Regions from separate parts of the Anas platyrhynchos genome. Here region 1 is linked to region 2. Evidence: chromatin contacts called from public Hi-C data. All regions are on one chromosome and are shown on one strand. The core of a region is the stretch at or near the end of the contact, and the rest is flanking DNA. Distances in the headings are between cores, read along the strand shown. Region 1 holds the start of CLIC4 (chloride intracellular channel 4). Region 2 has its middle 36 kb from the start of CLIC4.

Region 1 (3,938 bases), core at 198-2,697, 36 kb after region 2:
ATAGAGCTTGTAGCAGTCATTCATAACACTGGGAAAAGGCTTCCTTGAGGGAGATAGTACTCACTGATAATCCCAAAATTCCAGAATTTCTAGGTTTGAAGAGACTTCAAGATCATCAAGTCCACCCTCTGACCTAACACCAACAGTCCCCACTAAACCATCCCGAGCACAGCTGTCCTAAATCCATCCCAATAAAGAAATTTTAACTGAGGGTGACAGAAAAGTCCCCTGCTTTTTCCCTTTCGTATTCACTGATGTCATTGCCAGTCCAATACTAATCACAATCATTTTTTTTCTGACAAGTAATTTTACTCTTTCTTTCCTGCTGCTCCTCAAGCACGACACAGCCTCCTTGAACAGATCCACAAGGATTCACCCTGCCCCCAAACCCTTCTGCCATCAGTAGCTGCTCTAATTTGTTTAAAAATAAAGACAAAAACTGGCGAACGAGCTTTAGGTTGGATGAAGGTAAGCTGGCACGTTACACCGAAGCACTGCTCTAAATAATTCAGAGCAGCCTGGAACGCAACTGCTGTCCCGGGGAGCTCTCACCGAGCTCCGGGAGCCGCCGTGCTCGGCCCAGGACCAGGCCTGGACCCCCCCCCGCACCTCCACGCTGCGAACGAGTCTGAAAAGAGCGAAAGGCAACTTTTCTGGAGCACCCCTTCATAAAGTAACGGCGTAGGAACGGCTTCTTGGCAAAGCCCCCGTGCCGTGCAGGAGACGCCCCCCGCCCCCCGCCGCCCTCCGCGCCCGGCAGCCCCCAGGACCCGGGGCTGGCCTCCCACCGCCCCCCCCCCCCCGGGAGCCGCGTCCCGGGGCCCCTCGGCTGTTCCCGAGCCGCGTTTAAACGGGGAAACCGAGCCGCCCCCCCCGCGCCGCCCCGATAAGCGGCCCGCGGGCGAGCAGTCCCGCGACAGGCGGCGACAGGGGCGACACGGCGCGACACGGCGACGCCCAGCGCGCGGCCACGCGGGGCTCGGCCACACTGGGGCTGCCCCGAGCCGCCGCGGCCCCCTGCGGGCCCCGGGCGGGCGTTTTCCGCCCCGGCCCCGCGCCCCCCCCCCCCCAGCCCCAGCCCCTTTTGTGCGCGGCCGCCCCGCCCCACCCCGCCCGGCCCGAGGGGAGCGCCCCGCGCCTCGGCCCCGGGACCCCGCGTGCGGCCCGGGGGCCCCGCGCCCGCTGCTGCGGGGGACGCGGAGCCCGCGGCGGGGGGAGACGGAAAGGGGAGGTGGGGGGGGGGGCGCCCGGCGGCACGAGGGGAGCGGTACCGGGCCCCGTACCTTGACGAAGAGCTCGATGACGGGCTCCTTGTCGCCCTCCTTGAGCCCGTTGACCGGCACGGACAGCGCCATGCTTCGCCCCTCGCCCGCAGCTGCCCCCCCGGGACGGCCGCCGCCCGCTCCGCCGCTCGCCTCGCCCGCCCTGCGCGCGACTGCGGCCCCGCCCCGGCGGCACGGGGACCCGCCGCGGCTGGCGGCACGGGGGCGGGGCCGAGGCGAGGGGCGGGGCCGAGGGGGGCAACGGTTCCCTCCGCGGGCCTCGGGGGTCGGCACTGGGCGGCGCGGGGGGGACCCTGGCGGAGGCCCCGCGGGCGCTGCTGGGCCCGGGGCGGCGCTGCCCGTTCCCGGTCGTTTCACCGAAGCTGCCCGGGGCCGCCCGCGACCCCCCGGGAGCTGCACCCAAGGCAGCCGAGGACCCTGCGGCCGGGACACGGTGGCACGCGGCGCCCAGCCCCGTCCCGCCGCCCTCAGCCCCTCGGAGCCGCGCGTCCCTCAGCCGATCCCTGCTCCCCGCGAGTCCCCGTCCACAGCAGGGAAGCGGCTGCCGGGCTCTCGCCGCGCCGCTAGGGCCGGGCAGCCGACACGGCAAAGCCCTCGTGGCTCCCGCGGCCTCCTCACGGCGCTTGTTGGCCGCCCCCCCCGGGGAGCCCCCTCCCCGCTGGCCTCTGTGGTGCGGAGCCCGGGAGCCGCGCTGATTCACAGGGTGGGACCGGCTGAGCGGGCAGGCGGTGTCACCGCCACCAACCCCGCTGCGAGCAGGACCACGCGTCCCAGCCCCGTCCAGGAACCTCCGCGAGTAACCCACCCTACATGACTTAGGCCGTGCTACGAGGGTAGCTCTGTTGGAACGGGGCTGGGCGAGAGGGGCAGGGGGGCAGGGGGGCAGGGAAGAACACCCCCTGAGCGGGGTGGTCACGGAGCTGTTACCCTCTGCTGCTCGTCCACTGCCTGCTGGGACAGGCCAGGAGCTGCCAGGAGCTGAGCCGTGACCGGGCAGCACGGGGCCGCCACCCCCCTCCACCCTGTGCCTCACCTGCCTTTTGTGCCCAAGGCTTCAAACTCAGAGGGTTTTGTAAAAGGCGAAGTATTTTGTGCCTCCCCTCCCTAAAGCAAAGACCCCCCTACTTTTGAGAAGGTAAGGAGCAGAGTACAAAGAACCAGCTCCCCCGCAGAGCCACTACAAGTAGGTGCAGCGGTCTGTAAGGCACTCTGTGCTGTGTTGTGTTTTATTTTTATTTTACCAGCAGTACAAATGAGTTGCCAGGGCCATTTTTCCTCACTACCACTGAATTTCTTCTTTAACAAAAGAGTTCACGTGGTGTTATCTTGCCGAGCAGCTAATAGCTTATTTCATTTATATCCAGCTGCACCAGCCTTGTCGGCTGCTTAACATCTTTTCAGTTATTTTACTTTTAGATGACATTTTCCTGGTTTCCAGCTGCCTCATACCAAAGCCCTCATCCTTCCCATTCAATCGAAACCTCTTTCTTTAACGATGTTCAGAACAGTTTTGAATGCTGAAAGCTCTCAGTTGTTTCTTAGTTCTGTAATTGCTGGTTATGTTATTCTGGCAGGTTTTTGCAATAATACTTAGAATTAGTTTGCCCAAGCTTTACAAAATAAATAAGCAATCCTCTTAACGACTCATAGAGAAGTGAGTATTACCCACGTTTTACAGCTAGGAGAAGTGAGTCAGAAAAGTGACTTATTCAAAGCTAAATTTGCACCAAGTCAGGGAGTCAGAACACAGCAGTTCAGGCCTCCCACCTATGCTCAGAGCAGCAGGTCACTCCCTCTATATTATTTTATGCTGTATTGAGAAGGCTTATTTCCATTTGTCAGAGCAGCAGTACAGTGTATTATTGTTTCGTTTCTCTAGCACTTTGGCCTTTATGCAGCAATTTTCCATCTCAAACTTTCCAAGTGCTTTTGGAAGTGGAGGCATCAGTTGTTAAACGTATCAAAGCAAGCGCTCTCCTGCCCCAGCCCTCACTGCACAAACTCAGCCAGGGGCATTTGCTGCCGCATTGACCCCGGGGTTCAAAAGTGGCTCTTTATCCCTGAGTGGGATTTTTCAGGCACTGGAGGCACTCAGCATGCAGATCGTGTTGCAACTCCGCAGGACCACATGCCAAGTCTTCATCCTGTTTTTTAAACACAATGAATCTGCTTAGGGAAGAAAGGGTGCTGAGGAAAGGTTGGAAGACAGAAATGCCTCATAGCCCTGTGCTGGACCATCCAGTGTTGGCTGCAGCTGAAAACAAGAGCCCAGCCAGACTGAAGGATTTGTTGTATCAATATAAAGCCGTGGTGGATGAAACTGTGAGAAGAACCTGCCCACAGACACCTATTAAAAGAAAAGCAGAAATGACTCCGCCTGGTTTAAAAATACCAGTATTCTCATTCCAGTGCTAATTTGGGCCTGTCTGCAGGCTGGGATGCTGCAAAGCCCTTCCCCGGAGACTTGACAACACGGAGGAGCAGAAGCACGGGCCCAGGGATTGCGCGTCCCAGAGGCTGTGCTGCGGTGGTGCCCCTTCGCAGAGTAACCCCGTAAGCTCCAGTTGCCCTCTGCCTCCTGTCCGAGCACAAAGTGGCATTTTTGGCTCCGTCCATCACCTGCTGTCTAGGATGGACTGTTTTTTCTTGCTGATA
Region 2 (4,339 bases), core at 445-2,944:
CCTGATGGGGAGCAAAGCCATCTCTGGAAGGCAACAGCAGCTCTGAAGGCTCTTGCCTTGCTGAGGTTTTCATTAACAGCTGCTGATCTGAACTCCTAGATGCAGCATTTGTCTCCTCAAAGCCTTGGCTTTGTCTGGGTGTTAGTGTCAGATGCAGAAGTTCTCCTGGGTCCAAGTGGGTCCTGCTTTGCCCTCTGCACACACCAGCCTCCCCTCGGCACAGCATGTGACGGGACAGAAAAGCGCAGCCCCGAGGGGCAGCGTGCGGCCGGAGCGGCAGGCAGTCTCCCTGCAGAAAGGCAGCTTTAAGTTGGTGATGCTGGGGAGACATCAAAACAAGAAAATCAAACGGAAGATTATTCAGAGAACCATTTCAATGCCTGAAGGAAGAGAGTGGGCAGAGCAAAGCCACTGAAACTGGCAGGACTGAGTGAGTGGTTTGCAGGTTGGGGCTGTTTTCAGGAAGGCTTTGGCCAGACGTGATGAGATGCCCCATGCCCCTGCTTTCCTCTCAGCCCAGCCTGTGCTCTGCATGGCACAAGGTGACAGCCCCCAGGGGCAGCCTGAGCCCTGTGCTCCAACACAGACACCGTGGCAGGTTCTCTCACCTACCCAGCCAGGAAAGTGGTTTCACAGAGATGGCAAAGACCTTCCATCAAACAGCTGCATCTGCAGAGCAACATTTGGCACACTGAGGCATGTTCTCTCTCTTCCACCGCCACTACTGATGGGAGTTGCAGGAATAAGCAATGCCGATGGGAAAACAGCCTGTGGCATGGAGAGGGCAAAGATGTCTGGCTGTTCTGCCACAGCCCTCTCAGGTGGTAACCGGCCTTCTCCTTTGCAGACCCCTCTGCTCCCTCCTGGTCGGCTGCTCAGCTGGAAGGAGCAGCCTTGCCAGACCGGTGCTGTGAAGATGACATGAGAAAAAAACAAGTCTCCCATGAAAACTCACTCAGGAAGGCGCCTGGCAGACGATGTGATGTACTGACACATTCTGCAGAGCCAAGTGTTTATACTGAAGTGAACTCTGTACAGATATGCACTCTAGGCTGGGCAGAGATCAGGATCACAACAAGGGTGTAAATAAGATCATGAATGTAGCACTGATTCCAGTTTGCCCACTAACAATGCTCCCAGTCACTTAAGGAAACATTCCCAGGAATTATTCCCATTTGCTATCTAGCAATTCAGGCTGCGTTTTTCTCCTCTGTTAAACCAACGCTCCCGATAAAGCAAGGAGCCTTCCGGCCACTGTCTTAATGTAAGGATACAGGGAAAAAAAACCCTCACCTTTTGCTGCCTGTTCCAACCAGACGGGGGGACAAATCAGGAATCCTGGGGAATCAGGATTCCCGGATTCCTTCCTAGACCCGTTAACGCCAGGAGAGGTGCTCCACCCTCCACATGCAAAGGGGGTCCCTGACATGCACCCCCACTCCACCCGAACGGGTGCATTTGTAAGGTCAGCTCCCTGTGGGTGTACGATCAATCTTGGAAGCAGTGTGATCACGGCAGGGCAGTGCTGCAGCTGGGTTGTTTAACCTCCATACAGCATCCCCCAGATACTGCTTCACCCTTTCAGGTCAGGTCACAGCGGGGGACCTCTGCTCCCGGCTGCGCTGCACGCTGCAGACACGCGCTGGGTGACTCACACAAGGGCACCCGGAGTCAGCAGCAGAGCCAGCTACAGCGCCTGTGAGCAAGTAACCTGGAGGGACCCCCAACGAAGCTGTGAAGCTCAGCTATTCTTGGGAACCAGTCACAACTTGCCTCGGTTTCAAGGCCTTCTCTTATCTTTTGCAGCAACTTGGGCTCATTGTGAAATCTTACCACTGAAGATGTTAACAGCCAAGATTTATGGCTTCTGTAGTTTCCCTTTAATAGCTTCAGCTGGGGAAGCGCTGGCGAAGGATGAAAGATGCTGGTACGGGATGGATGTCAGGAGAAGACTTCAAAGACTTCCAATACATTGAGTCGCGTTATGATACTCAGGATCCTTCTCTTACAACCATCCAACACTTTCAGGAGCCTCTCCCTCCTTAAGCACAGGCTTAACCATTTGGACCCAGAGTCAAGCACCTGCGTCTCCTCTCTAGAGGCTCACAGGCAGGATTCTGCCCCCAAGGAGCCCCTGTTCACTTGCTCCCAGCAAGTTTACCATCACCTACAGCACATTTTGAGTGGTCCCTTCCCCCTTACCCCAGACTTCCCTAAATCCTTCACCTTCCCAAAGATGCTATGAAATGCCGACTGGTTCAGACCAATGCAGTAACCACTGCAAAATCCAGCCTGCAGCAGGAAGTTTCATGGGAAAGAGCAGCAAATTCTGCTGTAATGAGTTACAGAATAACTACCCATAGGGAAAGTTTCATCTGGAGGGGAAGGACAGAGTGAGTCTGAGAAGGGATTTTGCACACTAATAACTGTGGATTGTATTGCCCTGTGGGCTAGTCGCACTGTGAGAAAGTTTGCTCGTGTGCATCTTTCACTGCCCACTAGTATGAAAGGATCCTAGACTAACTGAACTGGTCTGTCACACGTTGTGACTGCAGGGCAGGTAGCTGGGACCCAGGAACAATCTCCATCCTGCAAGTGTGCAAAATTTCTTTCTTCAACAGATTAGCACAGAACTCACCCACTGATCAGAGCAGCATTATTCCACGGTCTTGCTATGGCAAATCTTACTGCGTGGTTGATTCTGGTTCAAAGTCCAGAAACGTTCTGATAATAGTTAGAAATCCCTTGAAAAAAATCTCATGCTGAATACTTCAAACCTGTCAACCCCTCGCATGATGCCTGCAGTAAACGCGCATGTGCTGCAGAGTATCTGATTCCTAGGTGAGTGGGTGCAGCAAGACAAAGAGCCAACCACTGCCTTAATAAAAACACAAACTACAGGAACTCCCAGTCCCCATAAGAAATATTGCCTGAGGAAATTAAAATTAAGAAGTAGCTGAAGCAGCATATGCCTGCCTACACCTTAAACCCACATATACAAGCAGGAGTTGTAATAACTCTCAGCATTCTCCTGCCCTGTGTCCCTGTGACCTTGCATGGTGTGTCCTGGCTTCACATGCTCATTTGTCACAGGTAATGCCACCCCACATGCAAACAGCATTTTACGTTTCCTGGTCCCTGAGTAACAAAAAAAAAAGCACAAGCTTCATCATACGGGTCTATTTCAAACATATCCAAAGCAGAAGCCCATGGATACAGATCATCCCAGCCAGATCAAATGAAAAAATCCAGCTACAAGCCACAGAATCAGTATGAATGCTAACACAGCTTTGTTACACCGATGTAACTTCATTCTCAGTGAGCCAGCAAAGCAAATAAACAGAAGTCATTGTGACCAGAAGAGCTAACAGAAGCCAGTTTCCCTATGGCACATGCCCTTGTCCTCAAGCACCCCTCTCTGCTGCAGCAACCTCAGCTCTCTTCACCCCACAGCCTGCTGACACCAGGCAGGGTGCAGCAGTGCCGTAACTCGTCTGGAGCTCTGCTTGTGCTTAGGCCAGCTCTGCTGCCAGTGCCAATACAGCAGCTGAGCTCTGCCCTTGTATCTCACAGGGACATGACTGTCCAGGATAACTTCAAGTTTCCTCACTGGTATCTACAGATGGAAAGCACTACTAAAATATTTTAATGGAAATCACTCCCTTTTTATGAAAGCAAAAAGGAGACAACACAAAAGGAAAACAGCTTGCTGAAAAGAGGCAAGAAATTAACCCAGGTCCCCTCACATCAAGTCCAGGGAACTATTGTTAAGACCACAGTTCTTACACAATTTACTCTACAAGAAATTCGTCCCAGAAACAACCTCCAAAGATCCTACAGCTGCAGAGTAATAGCTCAACTTAGCTCACAGGGTCCAGTTCTAAAGCTTTACGAGGCAGCAAATTGTTCAGGAAGAAGATAGGGGCCTTTACCTTTTGCCTGGCATCCCACATAGCTGCAGGAGCATTCAGGAGTGTAAGTTCTCCTTGGAAAGCTATTCACACAGCACAACAAGTACAGAGCAACTGGGCCTCTGGGAGAAGGCTGCAAGTTGGGGCTCACTGCTACCAGGCACTAAGCTGACTGCAGCCGGCTGCCTCGTCAGGAGGCTGCAAGTGGGCTGCTCCAAATTAAAACCAGGAGCCAGCCACAGCCATGCTCCACATCCAGATATAGCATCACACAGCAAAGGCTGCAGCAGGAGTATGGAGCTAAAGGAGCAACGAGAGCAGAAGCTGTCACAGACTGATGAAACTTAACGCTGTGAACAAGCAGGGACAGTCAAGACTGTTAGGTTTAGGTGCTGGGCAAAAGTCGGACCAACAAGCTTCCCGTTTCC

What was found. A called contact is a pair of places that touch in the nucleus more often than the background predicts.
Region 1: a Hi-C map of skeletal muscle shows a contact between it and region 2, with 2.0 times the contacts expected there. The contact joins the promoter of CLIC4 here to the enhancer-like site in region 2. A contact is called at or near these places in 3 of 8 Hi-C or Micro-C datasets (liver, skeletal muscle and subcutaneous adipose tissue).

What each region holds. Positions count from the first base shown.
Region 1 is chr24:416,870-420,807 of IASCAAS_PekinDuck_T2T, forward strand. It overlaps CLIC4 (chloride intracellular channel 4), which reads right to left and starts at 1,448. Exons shown (of 6, transcript XM_038167203.2): 1 at 1,284-1,448. The coding sequence starts at 1,355.
Region 2 is chr24:380,422-384,760 of IASCAAS_PekinDuck_T2T, forward strand. No RefSeq gene overlaps it. Among named protein-coding and RNA genes, the nearest start is that of CLIC4, 36 kb to the right of the region's middle. Within about 2 kb of position 1,695, at least 2 of the 8 cell types and tissues checked have an H3K27ac peak or open chromatin away from gene starts, as enhancers often do.